Linked DNA regions of Anas platyrhynchos: region 2 is linked to region 1. The links are chromatin contacts, called in public Hi-C maps. All regions are on one chromosome and are shown on one strand. Each heading gives the region's core, a stretch centred on a gene start, on an enhancer-like site or on the middle of the called end of the contact. The rest is flanking DNA. Distances are from core to core; before and after follow the strand shown.

Region 1 (6,449 bases), core at 1,927-4,426:
CAGCAGCTGCAGCACGGTCCCCTCTGGCTGCCAGTCCCCGAAATGCTGCTCCAGCCCGGCGCTGCCCTCCTGGGGGAAAAGCAGCACCGAGGGCTCCTCCGACTGCACCAGCCGCTCCAGCGCTGCCGTCTCAGACAGGTTGAGCAGCTGGTGAGGGAGCGTCTCCATCATCTGGAAGTCCAGCCAGTGGTGGGAGCTGGGCTGGGTGGGCGGTTCACTGGAGGGGCTCAGCACCCGGCGGATGAAGCGGGTCAGCATGCCCAGGAACTGCCCGCTATCCCTGGGGGCCAGGGATGAGATGTTGGCCTGGCTGGGGGCAGTGGAGGGTAGCAGTTCCACGGTCTCATGCTGGGGTGGGCTGCAAAGAGAGCACAGAGAGGGTCACAGGGGCCCCTTGCACCCTTGGAGGTGATGGGCTGGGCCACAGCACCTCTGCCCCACCCAGGTGTGCCCCACATTTTCCCAGCCTTGATCCCCACGGGTGGGACAGAGGGGCTTTTCCCCTACCCCCCCCCCTCGCACCCCGTGTTTTTCTGTGGCTGTGATGAAAGGCACAGACCTGAGCTGTGGGTATGGAGCCACGTCCACCACTCCATCAGCGGAGAGGTAGGAGGAAGAGGCCAAAGCATCGTGCCCCCGCCAGGACTTCGCCAGCAGGAGCAGCACAGGTGTCATCCTGGTGAAGCATTTGTCGTCCGAGCCGAAGAGGAGCTGCTGGGTCTCCGTGGGGGGCAGCAGGGCACCTGTAGGTGGGGACAGTGCAGCAGCCAGGTCCCCAGTGCCCGGCCAGGGCACAGGGGCCATCAGCACCTCTGTCCCCTGCTGCCACAGTCCCCACCTCCATCACCGCGATGTCTGATGGCCAGGGTCACCTGGAAGCTGAGCTCCTCGCTGGTGTGGGTCACGGATGCTACCGAGGCTCCAAGGACCAGGTACTGGGTGTCCCTAGTGAGGCAGAGGCTCTGCAGGGAGGCAGAAGTCACAGGAGCCCCTGAGAACCTGGGGGAGGCATGACGGGGGGGCAGCACTAACACCAGACCCCGTTATGATCCCTGCTTTCTGGATGCCCAGGGCCAAGGTATGGACACTAAGGCAGCCCAGAGAGCAGCCAGGGGAGCAGCACTGGGTGGGCTCACCTCACACTGGAGGATTTGCTGGCCCTAAAACCAGCCAGGCTGGAGAGTGCTGGGAGGGGAGGGAGCCGTGCATGGGGGGCCGCTGTGCACCCCAAGGTGCCGTCCCTTTGTCCCCGCCAGCAGCTTGGGGACAGGGTAACAGCACCATCTTCAGGCACGGCTCGGCCCCGCCAGCCCCAGGGGAAGGGAAGGGAAGGGAAGGGAAGGGAAGGGAAGGGAAGGGAAGGGAAGGGAAGGGAAGGGAAGGGAAGGGAAGGGAAGGGAAGGGAAGGGAAGGGAAGGGAAGGGAAGGGAAGGGAAGGGAAGGGAAGGGAAGGGAAGGGAAGGGAAGGGAAGGGAAGGGAAGGGAAGGGAAGGGAAGGGAAGGGAAGGGAAGGGAAGGGAAGGGAAGGGAAGGGAAGGGAAGGGAAGGGAAGGGAAGGGAAGGGAAGGGAAGGGAAGGGAAGGGAAGGGAAGGGAAGGGAAGGGGTTGACAGATGGTGAGATGGGATGGAAAATGTGCTGGGAAGGAATGGGGAAAGCCCTGGGAGGGGATGGGGAAAGTGCAGGGAAGGGATGGGGAAGGCGCTGGGCCAGCAGAGCAAGACACCCCCTCTCCCACCTTCCCTGCTGGCACCAGGCCCCGCGGGGCTCGGCACGGCCACCCACCTGCTCCTGCGCCAGCCCTGTGCCCGTGGCCAGCAGCTCCTCGTGGCTCCCAGCGCCTCTCCCTGCTCGGCTGCCCAGGTAGAAGAGCAGCAGGGCAAACTGCAGCTCACCCAGTGACCGCCCCACCTCCGCCTGGAAAGCCAGCTTAAACCACAGCCTTGCCTGGGCTTCCCACTTCACTGCAAAGGAAAACAAAAAGGGGGTGAAACAACCTGTGGGCACGCAGTGCACTGGGCGGGGAGCGGGCGAGGAAGGGGCTTTGGGGCCGGGCACTGCTCCTGCAGGGCACTCAGAGCACCAGGAACAGGAGCTGGAGGGTGGAAGGATGCTGCAAATTGCTTGTGCTTTAGATGACTGAAAGCAGCAAGGCCCCCTTGCTGTGGACCCTCCGAGGACCACTCAGGTCTACTTGTCTGTCTCTTCTCTTTTCCCTGTCAGACAGAATTGGTACTGGGTCTGAATCCCAGTGATCAAGACAGAAAGAGAGGAACACTCCTATAACCAAAATGATCACGAGCAGTACAGAAGCCACCAATGCTGTGGCACTGGGGCATCAGTCACAAGCGAGGACTCATTGATGCATACAAGCTGTCATCTCCATGAAAGACACAGCTTCTTAAATAGAATATGGGAAGACATCCTATTTTACTGCTTAACTAATTTTAAGGCACATCCAGCCCTGCAAATTTAATTCTTCATTGGCATCTCTGACTTAGGCCCAGAAGTAGCATTTGCCTACCTGAGCACTGTCCCAGCCCGGGTTTGGCACTTACCTTCCTCCAGGCGCAGGACGAGGAACCGGTCCTGCCCCGGCTCCGCCAGGTGCTCCTGGATACGCTGCAGGGGCCGGAGCGCAGCACCCGTGTCCTCTGACGGGCACAGCCCAAAGGTTGTGAGGTCGCTCCGGTCCCAGCCAGTGCGCTGCCTCAGCCGCTTGATGAAGCCGCTTTCATAGTGGGTGAGAACACCCATGACTTCCAGGTGGCTCGGCGGGACCCCGTCCTGGTCCTGGTCCATCTTCATCCTGCACACCGGGCCCTCCAGCCCCCCCAGAGGCCAGGGGTGGAGGCTGGAGCCAGCCCAGCCGATGCCCCCATCCGCAGGCATCCCCTGCAGGCACCCTGCTGCTGGCTCTGTCTTGGAGAAGAGGCGAGTAGCAGCGGTCCTCTTCGATCTCACCAATGAGCTGGGTCCCGCTCTGGCCTGCACGCTTGCATTTTCTCTTTTTCTCTCTTCTGCTTCAAGTCCCAGCTCCTCCGAGAGGCTCAGCTCCGGTGTGCCAGCAGGGAAGACCCTTTCCCCTGGGCTCCCTTTTCTTGGCAGCGCTGCAGAGGGGAGCAACAGCGCCAGGCACGGCAAAAGTACCCCAAGAGCAGGCTTCATGTTCCTGCTTCAGCTATGCCAAACGCAGTCGTTTGAGCCGCTCAAACGCATCTCCCAAAACATTTGTGCGGAAGGGGAGGACGGCATCTCCCTTTTAAAAGCTGATGGCCTTGAGTTGACAATGCACAACACACCTCCCTTGAGAAACTCGGATACTGTCATGCTGGAAAGGAGGGAGGGATATTTCAAAGAAACTTTTCTGTTCTATTTTTGGGTTTGCATCCAGTATTGAAATTGTAAAAAAAAAAATAATAAATTAAAGCTGTTTCTCCTACTTGTAGGGATGCACGTCCTTGACTTCAGATGTTTTTTAAAGGAGGGTAGAAGTCTAGACTTGAATCTGCATGGGGACTGGCACATACTACTCCTGTTGGCAGTGAAACACCAGGAGGCAAGAATTGGCTAGACTTGGAGGAAGGGGATAAAGACAGATAATGGGAAGAAACTAAGTAAATGTATAGAAAGCTCCCTCTTTGCTGGAAAGCCTCCCCCTTGGCTGGTACCTCCTGTACCGTGGTGTAGGGGCCGCCTTGCAGAGGCTCTTAACACATCTGAGCACTGGGTTGCATCTCAAAGCTCCCAGGACGTGTGAGGGAGAATCTCACAGGGTGCAGCAGCAGCCCAGTGAATTTTAATACTGCAGGCTTTAATAGATCAGGTCTTGGAAAGTCTCATAATGCCTGTGTTATAAAGACTTCTGTTTGATACCAGTGCTCACTTGGAATTACTAATACCACCTAACACATTCCAAATAAACCTCCGCCCTCCCAGAGGTTATCTCCTCAGCCACAATGTACCTGCAAAACATTCCCAACACAGTCAGACCTTTCTCTGGGCTCTCAGGACTGCTGCAGTTTGAAGCTTGGGATATTGCTCCAGCACATCATTAGTGGGCTGACCCTGACTGACTGCACGCCCGAGCCAGACAGGGACAAAGGGCAACAGACCAAAGGCCTTGTGAGCACAGACCTCTCTTCTATGGGAGCAGAGACAAAGGACAGGAACCTGGCAGAGAGAAGGCTCACACAAGTCATCCCAGGCACTGGGCCAGCTCAGATTGAGAAAAAGTGCTCCCGGCGCTGCAATAAAGCAGGTGGAAGCTGGACACGCTCTGCCTGGCTCTCATGTCTGCCGGGCACACAGTAGGATCTGCATCCGGCCAGCAGAAGAGGCGAAGACCTGGCCTCCTTCCACCCATCAGGCACACAGCAGGTGCAGGACACGAGCTCAGCCTCCCCGGGCAGCCTGTGGAAAGAGACGGGCACCGACAGAGCCAACACAAGCCTGGTGCTCTCACCCTGCACCCGCCGAGGCCCTGCTATCACCCGCCTGCTGGAACGCCCGTCTGGGGAAGGGAATCCTGCAAAGGACAGAGAGGAGAAAGCTTAGAGCATTTTCTGTTTTTAATCTGAACCGAGTGATTGCTTGAAGGAAACATGTAGTATAAATAAAACCACAGAGGAAATAAAAGCTTGCCAAAATTAATCTGCTAGTGGGAGGACATGCACAATAAAAAAATATTTAATGACAGCAGGTGCTTCACAATGATACAAACAGCATTTAGTGAAATACAATAACAAACCTGGACTTAATGTAACTGCAGTTTTGGTAATTTCTTCCGACTAAACATTCCCAGAAATCCTTTACCATTGTCAAACACGAGAGCACCAATGCTTTGTTTGTGAACCCCCATTTGGCATAAACAGTCTAACAAGCAGGAGCTAGACAGCTGCACTTTGGGGAAGGATTGTCTTTTTTAAAATCACCAATGAAACCTTGTCTAGGGCTTCTCAAGGACCCCTGACAAGCAGTCCAAACCGATTTCCTTAGGAGACATATTCCTATGGTTCTAGCTGGCAACACCTGAGCTCCTGTACCGTGCTCCAGTGCCTGGAGGAGAAATGTTTCTGGATTCAGCATGAGCAACGCAATGTAATGCTTGTAACTGCAATTCGGCAGGAAGACGAAAAATTGCATGTAGAAAATTTTGCTGGCCCTCCATTCTGCCCACCAACGGGATTACTGGCAATGCAGTAATAAAACCCTTTAAGTGTGTCTATGACAAGTCTCCAATCACCAGATGAACTGCTTCATAAAGGACTTCAGTTGAATAGCAACTGATTAACTGGCAGTAATTTATGATACACATCAAGCAGTCTATGGTGGGGAAATGTGTTAAGCTAGCACAGCTGAGCTGAGGTCGATGCAACTACTTCAATCAGAAGTAGCTGACTGAAGGCGAGGTGCCTAGAGATTTCCAGCCCTTTGTCTCCTCTTGGATAACTTCCAAAATATAACCAGACTGGGAACATTTTATACATTTAAGGGCTAAAGAAACTGAACACACAGCAACATTTTTAACTAATACACAGGAAGACATAGAGAACGGAAAATTGAAAATCTTTTAATGAACCTACAGGATTTACTCAAAATCACAGGCATACAAAACAAAAGTTTATCTGACTCAATTGTAACCTGCATATAAAAAGGTATGAGGCAGAGGAGTCCAGTGGGACCAAGTCCCAGAGGGGCTTCAGTTGGATGGAGGTGGAGGAGGGATAGTGCCTGGCCCCTCCGTGGGGAGAGGAGGTCTCATCATGGGGGGCAGAGGAGCAGGGGGAGGTACACCAGGTGCTGGTGGCAACTGAGGTGGCACTGGAGGTGGTGGCACCGGTCCAGAGGGAGGCATAGGAGGCAGAGTCATGCCTCCCGGAGGAGGAGGTGGCATGGAGTCCGGCAGAGGTGGCCGTGGGGGCAAGCCGTTCATCAGCGGAGGCGGAGGAGGCCGCTTCACGGTCGGAGGGCCTGGAGGGAGGTTCGGAGGAGCTGGGGGCTTCTCCATTTTGAAGTGGAATTGAAGGAAGAACTGGGGAGGGGAAGGGAGAGGGAGAAAAACAAAGAGAAGGGAACAATTAACGCTCAAGACAACACTGTGCCATCACACAACAGCTGCTCTGTCCACACTCATGGCCTCCAGGAGCAAAGTGCAGTTCTCTCCTGAACTGTGTCACCGATCACGGCTGGCTTTCTACTTAATGTTCATGGACTTGCACCAAACCTGCCCGGTACCTGAACTCCTACAAAACTTGTTCCAAGTGCTCAGCTTTATGTGATGGGGTCAGGATCCCCCAGCGTGCACTCATCCCCTGTCCTCCCACACAACAGCTAGTGAGCATGTCCATACCATCACAGACAACTGCACGGGAAGCCTGCACTGAGCAGCCCACATGGAGGACGCAGCGTTGTGTATTTATGCACTGTTCTGCTGCTGCTGACAGCAAG
Region 2 (6,449 bases), core at 1,390-3,889, 240 kb before region 1:
CAGAGGGTAAAATAGAGGCATCAGAAGAGAAAGTGGCTTGGTCTTGGTCGTGTTTGTACAGTGAGTTAGTGGCAGAGGTAGGAAAGAAATTACCTCCTATGTCATGTTTTCCTTCCAGAGAAAGTGGCTGTTTTGCTGGAAAAAAAGGTTTGATGTGCTGTGGGTGTGCTCTGTCTGTTCCAAGAGCATCGCAAAGCGTCAGGACTTGCTGTGGGGGAAAAAGGGAGTGAGATGAGCAGGACCTGTGGTCAGAGGACTTTGTGACTCAGCTCTTTCTGTGACTCATCCTTTTGGCATGCACAGGGTCTGACAGTTCCTGGGGGAATCCGCTGTGACTTCAGGCACTGCCTTCCTTCTGGGCACCAGAAGTGCCAGCAGGCTCAGTAGGATCCAGGCACAGCGCACTTACCCTGCAGCCATGGACAGCCGCTCTTCTTCCCCACCCACAGCATGGATACATCCAGCTCCGTCCTCTCTCCTCGCCCACTGCAGGCAGGTCCAAATACTGAAACAGTCTGCAGGACATTCCAGGCAGTTCACTGACGAATCTCAGAGGCACTGGTTGTTTGAGCAAGAGTCGCTGATAAGATAATGACAGAGGCTGCAGTTAGCACAGAATGAGTTCAGTGCTCTGTGGTCAATTCTGTTCTATTAATTCCCTCAAATCCTCTCTTTTCTTGCACACTTTTTTCTCCTTTACTCCTACTCTTAGTCACCATTATTTTCCTAGGTTTTACATAAATGTTAAAGCTCTTCTAACTTACACATTCTCCATCTTGCAAGGGAAAAGCTGAACATCTAACTTTAACACCCACAGTGATAACAGGGGACATGAGAAACTATCAGTAGTCCCGTCTGATCAACACTATGTAACAATCTATCAGATTGCCAATGCAGATCTATCACATTCCAACCTATCTTATCACCAGCAAGCCTATCTTATCACCAGTACATGACTATTTATCAATTGCACCATGATATCACAAGCGCACACTCACCTTTCTATCTCTTTCAGCTACATAGGCATTTTCATTTTGTTCAGTAGCATAGCAGCTATGTGACTAACACAGCTGTGTGCTCATCGACCTTTCTGTCTCACCCCTCAGTAATTTACTGAACCAAGGCAAAATATATATTCGAAGCCAGGGTTCTTTCCCATCTCTCCCCAAGAAGTGCTGTCAGTGTGTCTGCTCAGGGCACAGTTCAGCATTGCCTGGGGCTGTCCCCTCTGTTGTGAGCTTGGCCAGCAGTGAAATTCTTTGGGTTTGGCTGCTTTCTGCCCACACAAAGCAGCTGCAGGCATTTCTGTATAGCACAAATGGCTGAACCAGAAACACTGCACAGAGAGGGGAGCAGCCCTGGGAAGAGCACCGTGGCAGCTGCCTCTGTGCTGCCCTTGCTGAGCTGCATGACTGAAGCACTCGGATTTGATCCAGTTTGGGGGAAATTGCAGTTTGTTTTTGCAAGATCTCAGCCCTTCTGGATGGCTCTGGCTGTTGGCAATTTGGAGACACTGCAAGGGCACGGGCCTACTCACCCTCATCACCCTCCTTGTTCCAAAATGTCTGGCAGCCATGAAGTTACAGAATGCTTTTGTTCTGCCCTGGTAAAATACATCTTGGAATGATGGATTTCTCACTAAAAGTCAGGTGAATGACTGCTCCTACACTCTCCCCTTCCCTCCCTCCCTGGTAGGAAATCCACTTGTTTCTAGTTACAGCAGAGGCAAGTGAAACAAAGGAAGGATATGTCTTGCCAGTGTTTGCACAGGGGCCCATAAGGAAAGCTCCCATCCACCTTGTCTGTTTTCACACTTTCATCTCCAGATGATGTCTTCTTTTTATGATCAAAGGCCTTCTTGGTTCAGAGACACTGAACAATCCCCAGCACAGAGTACCATCACATGCATCAATACACAGTAGAACAGAAGTAGCTAACCTGTTGCACATGAAGAAAAAAGGATGTGCAAAGCGCTGAAAAATGCAAAACTAAATGAAAATTATCTTCTTCACTGACAAGAGGAATGCAAGTGATGGGGCTGGCATTCTGTTTTAGGTATTAACAATGTGTCCAAGTCCTCAGGAAAAGAAACTATATTTTTACAGCAGGACGAAATTACTTATTTTGCTGTCAAGGAATCTGGTAGGACAGGTAAGACCTGGACTGTCAAAGGGTATTGTCTTTGTTTTGCCTCTAATTTTTTTAATGTTAACTTGGTTTTGCCTGTCAGATAGAAGTCAGATAGACTGCTGGCAGGGCAATCTGTAAACACATCTTCATGGGTGTTTTTTTTGATCAGTAAGAGGAATCTTTGAAAACAAGTGAGGTGCTGGTGCTGCCTGAGAGGCTGTTGGGGAGCGGTAGGAAATTCAGCATTGCTCATCTTCTGGCTTCATACGATCCCACGCAGGACGGGAGCACGCCTACAGTGTGCAGATACGCAGTGGGACGCTGCCTGCCTGGCTGAAGGAAGCAGCAGCACAGAGCCAGGCAGCGTAGGGGCATGAGGCACTCTCCATGTCATGAACAGAGGTTATTTTCATCCCTCTGCCAGAAAACAGCACAAGCAGTGACAGGTGGTTTTGGCAGCTAATTCTCTGGGCAGCCTGTAGTGGCCTTACGCGACTGGCTTTGGTCAGTGTAAGATGTTGTGCTGTTTGATTTCTGCAGGCAGATCAGGCTGCAGTGGCTGGCATTTCCACTGCTGCTCACAAGGTCTCTTTGAGGCTGCTGCTCTGCTGGGATGGCAGTTTCAGGGCCTGCTTCACAAAGCCTGGAGGACTTACGGGCACCAAGAAATCTGACTCTTGATCTGAGGTCTGCTTAGTTCCCATTCTCCCTGTCCTCAACTCGCAGACCCTCCCTGTCTGTGACCTCTGCACCCTGCTTCCACTTGTAGCTCTGGGACAGGCTGAAGCTGCCTTGCACAGAACAAAGAAATCATGGTTCAGAGAAAATAAGGTGTTGAAAGGTTAAATAACAGAATTCTTTGTTAAATACATTTTCCATTTAAATTAATCAATTAAGTACCCAGCCAGTTTGTAGTTGCCATTGCTGAAAAGGGACTGCTTATCTTCTTTGGTAGCCTGGCTGGGGCATAGGGCTGTCTGCTGCATTGTCTGGACAACAGAAGAAAAATAGCACCAGAGGGGAGCTGGGAGCTTTAAAAAATAAAATGGTATTTGATCCTGACCCATTTCTGTCCCCTCCCACTTCCTTTTTTTTTTTTTTTTTTTTTTTTTTTTTTTTTTTTTTTATCAGGTTTTGTCAAAAACGTTGAAAGAGGATAAAATATAGGTTCGCCTGCACTCTCTGTGTAGGTCCATTCAGCACATCCCAGCTGTGTGAAGGCCAACAAGGGCAGTACTCTCTGGAAAACCTGATGGTGGTGGCAGAAAAATGAGAGCTGCTGAGGGAAGCTGTGTGCTGGCCTCCATGGGATGCAGATCTCTTCTTCTCTGTGATGCCTGCCCTAGGTCAAAGCCTGAGCACCTTGTGGCCTGAGGGACTGCAGCTAGATGAGGCTGTGCTGTGGCCCCTTTTCGAGAACAAAACCACCCACTGCAGGCCCAGCAGCTTGGCTTCTGCTATTATTCACAGCCTTCTAATAAACTAATCGAAGTGGTTGTGTTCTGTCCTCCCAAACACTCCTGCACTCTTCCTAAAGCTTGTGCTTTGTGCTCTGTCTAAAGTCTGTAAGTGCAGAGCAATTTTAATGCAGTGACCCAAGTGTGACTGCCATGGTCAAACCGCAGGTGGCAGTTGTGAGCAGGCAGTGCAAAACGGGGAAGAAAAAACACATCCCCTGCTGTGTTTTCAGAGTTTGATCCTGGAGCTGGAAATCATATTACCAGCAGAAACAAATGGACACCACCTTCTAGTGCATAAAACGTGTGCTCCTGACAATAAGTCTGAAAGGTGAAATAAGGCATGGCCATTTTCAGTGGGATGAAAAATCAAAAAAAAAACAAACAAAAAAAAACAAGGAAGGAATCAAAAGAGACTTTCAAAATCAAAATCCCTGACTCAGGGAGTTGAAGAGTGTGTGGTCACAGAGCCGCACCCATGCAGGCAGCGCTACAAAAACCGGCACCTAACCAGTGTCTTGGCGTCCACCGGGCAGGTGGCCGGGAAATCTTGTGGCCACAGAGCCAGAAAGCCCCGAGTAGATGGGTAAGCTGGCATAAGTCAAGGCAGTTTCGGCCCGTCAGACAGCCTGCACAAAGCTTGCTTTGTTTCCACCAAAAGCTTTGATGGAATCAAAACCTTTCCACAGAACATTTCAATTCAGTCTAATCAGCATTTTCAGATGGAAAACTCTTCTGTAGGAAAATTTCCTTCCAACTCAAGTCATTTACTCCCGAGGCAAAAGAGTATAATGTGGGTGTAAAGCATGGTCATGTCAGAGATATAGCAGTTGCCACATCCTTTGGCATGGTGTAAATAGGGATGTGGTAACAGACAATGGAGAATCATCTTCATCCCCAGATCTACAGCATCAGCGTGCCGTGCCATTCTCAACAAACATAAGAAACTGATTTTAGCTTTGCATAAGGGAATTTTGGGAAACAAGCAGGAATGACAATCAGTCAAGAACCCTGGACCTAAAGTGAGTAGGAAATCCTCACTAGGCATAGAGAAATATGTGGACATCTACCTCTGCCTATTAAGGCTCTCTCTGTCTTTTTTTGTTCCCCAGTGCTTTCAGTGCTTTCCAGAAATGCACAGTTAACCAAATTCTTTGTGAATTTGCCTCAGTCATTTGCAGTTTGAACACAGTACATTCTGTTGTAGCAGGTCTTACTGAAAACAATGATTTTATTTGCAAGCAAGAAGCACAGCAAGTACATAGGTGGGAAATGCCAGCAAGGGCAGGCTCTAACAGGAAAGGCTCATAAACAAACTGACCTAACTAATGGTTTACAGCAAGGATCACAGGCTTGGTTCTTTCTCAGCTCTGATAGCAGGTTTAAGCATAACACCTCCATCAGCACAACTGTTCAATAATGTTACAGTCTTCACCAATCTATGTCCAAACGTGTATAAAAATACATTGTGTAAAGATTTCATAAACTAGGATGCTTTGGTACCCCTCCTGTGCATGTTCTTATATTACACAGACTCTATGGTAAGGGTAATAAAATGATTTATTGTGTGTGTCTATGCAAACCTTACCTTCAAAAATGAAAATGAATATTTGTGTCAATAACTACAGGAATCACAAAATATACTGTCTTGTTACAGACACTTTGATATAACATTTAACTAGGAGATACACAAACACTTTAAAAAAGAAAACCAATAGGTTATGGAAAAAAAAGTTGCAATGATTAGTAGAAGATAAACCATATCGTACAATCAGTGGAAAAGGTGCTTTGTGTGTTTGTGCTTCAACTGATACAAAGTGAAACAAGGATGGAAAAAGTGTTCTATGGACTGTAAATTGGTTAAAAACCAGACACAGAAAGATAGATATTGGATCATGCTAGCACTTTTCTAGTCCAGCATCCATTTTCTTAATTGTAAAGCTGCAAAGAATCAGAACAAAGAGAAAGAAACTGCGCAGAGACCCAAGACTTGATAATTAGGGCAGCCTGTTTAACACCTCTAGCATTGTTTTTGCATATTCCAAAATTTCACAAATAAACTTAGACTGAGAGGAGCTGCAAAGAAAGCAAAGGCAGAGAAGGGTCAGAGAGTTAGTAAAGTGTGAACAGAAAGAATTACACAGGTGCAGGTAAAGAAAGTGGAAGGCAAGGAAAACTTTTTGTGACATAAAAAACACAGAATAATATACTTTCATAAAGGTCTAAGAATTTAGCAATTGGTTGCTAGACATTGACAAAGTGAAAATTTTAGATTATATTCTGAGGCAAGTATAAACTATAGGAAGTACATTTTAACGGTCGTATTAACTTTTACTTTGCCATCTTTAATCCTCCATGTCATGTGCAATCATCTGTTCTGTCTACGTTAATGTTGCTTTAGAAATGAACAAAAATCTCCCCTCCACGTTTTCTTAATTAGGTTTTCTAAATCTCTTCCTTTACTTGATAGTAGCATCCCCTAGTCTTCCACCCTTGTCACTTCTGCCCTTGTGATTTTCAACCTTGTTTCTCTGTATACCGGCAGTAGAGCATTTGCTTCCAATATCCCACTTCTACTCAGGAGTCAGAGCCACAAAGCGGATTAAGAAAGCCAGTTTGGCAAGATGGAAGTTGGAGCTCACAACACTGGAGAAGGAGATCTCAACTTACACAGTTCATGCTGTCACTGGGATCAGGGGATGCCTTAACACAGCCGCAAACTGTAAGACCCATGTAAGGGAAAATAGATTTTATAGGTAGAGTTTAAATGATGAGGGAATTAAGTGAGGGGAATTTGTGGAGCTCATTCTTCCCACCAAATCAATGGAAGGAGGATGTCAATGTTCCTTTTGAACGGTTTCC

What was found. A called contact is a pair of places that touch in the nucleus more often than the background predicts.
Region 2: a Hi-C map of skeletal muscle shows a contact between it and region 1, with 3 times the contacts expected there. The contact joins the enhancer-like site here to the promoter of AMH in region 1. A contact is called at or near these places in 2 of 8 Hi-C or Micro-C datasets (skeletal muscle and subcutaneous adipose tissue).

The regions. Positions count from the first base shown.
Region 1 is chr29:5,140,576-5,147,024 of IASCAAS_PekinDuck_T2T, reverse strand. AMH (anti-Mullerian hormone) reads right to left here and starts at 3,176. Exons shown (of 5, transcript NM_001310362.1): 1 at 2,558-3,176; 2 at 1,785-1,963; 3 at 839-962; 4 at 560-743; 5 at 1-358. The coding sequence starts at 3,167. It overlaps SF3A2 (splicing factor 3a subunit 2), which reads right to left. Exons shown (of 9, transcript XM_027472168.3): 9 at 5,551-6,033. The coding sequence ends at 5,701.
Region 2 is chr29:5,379,476-5,385,924 of IASCAAS_PekinDuck_T2T, reverse strand. No RefSeq gene overlaps it. Among named protein-coding and RNA genes, the nearest start is that of NFILZ, 13 kb to the right of the region's middle. Within about 2 kb of position 2,639, at least 3 of the 8 cell types and tissues checked have an H3K27ac peak or open chromatin away from gene starts, as enhancers often do.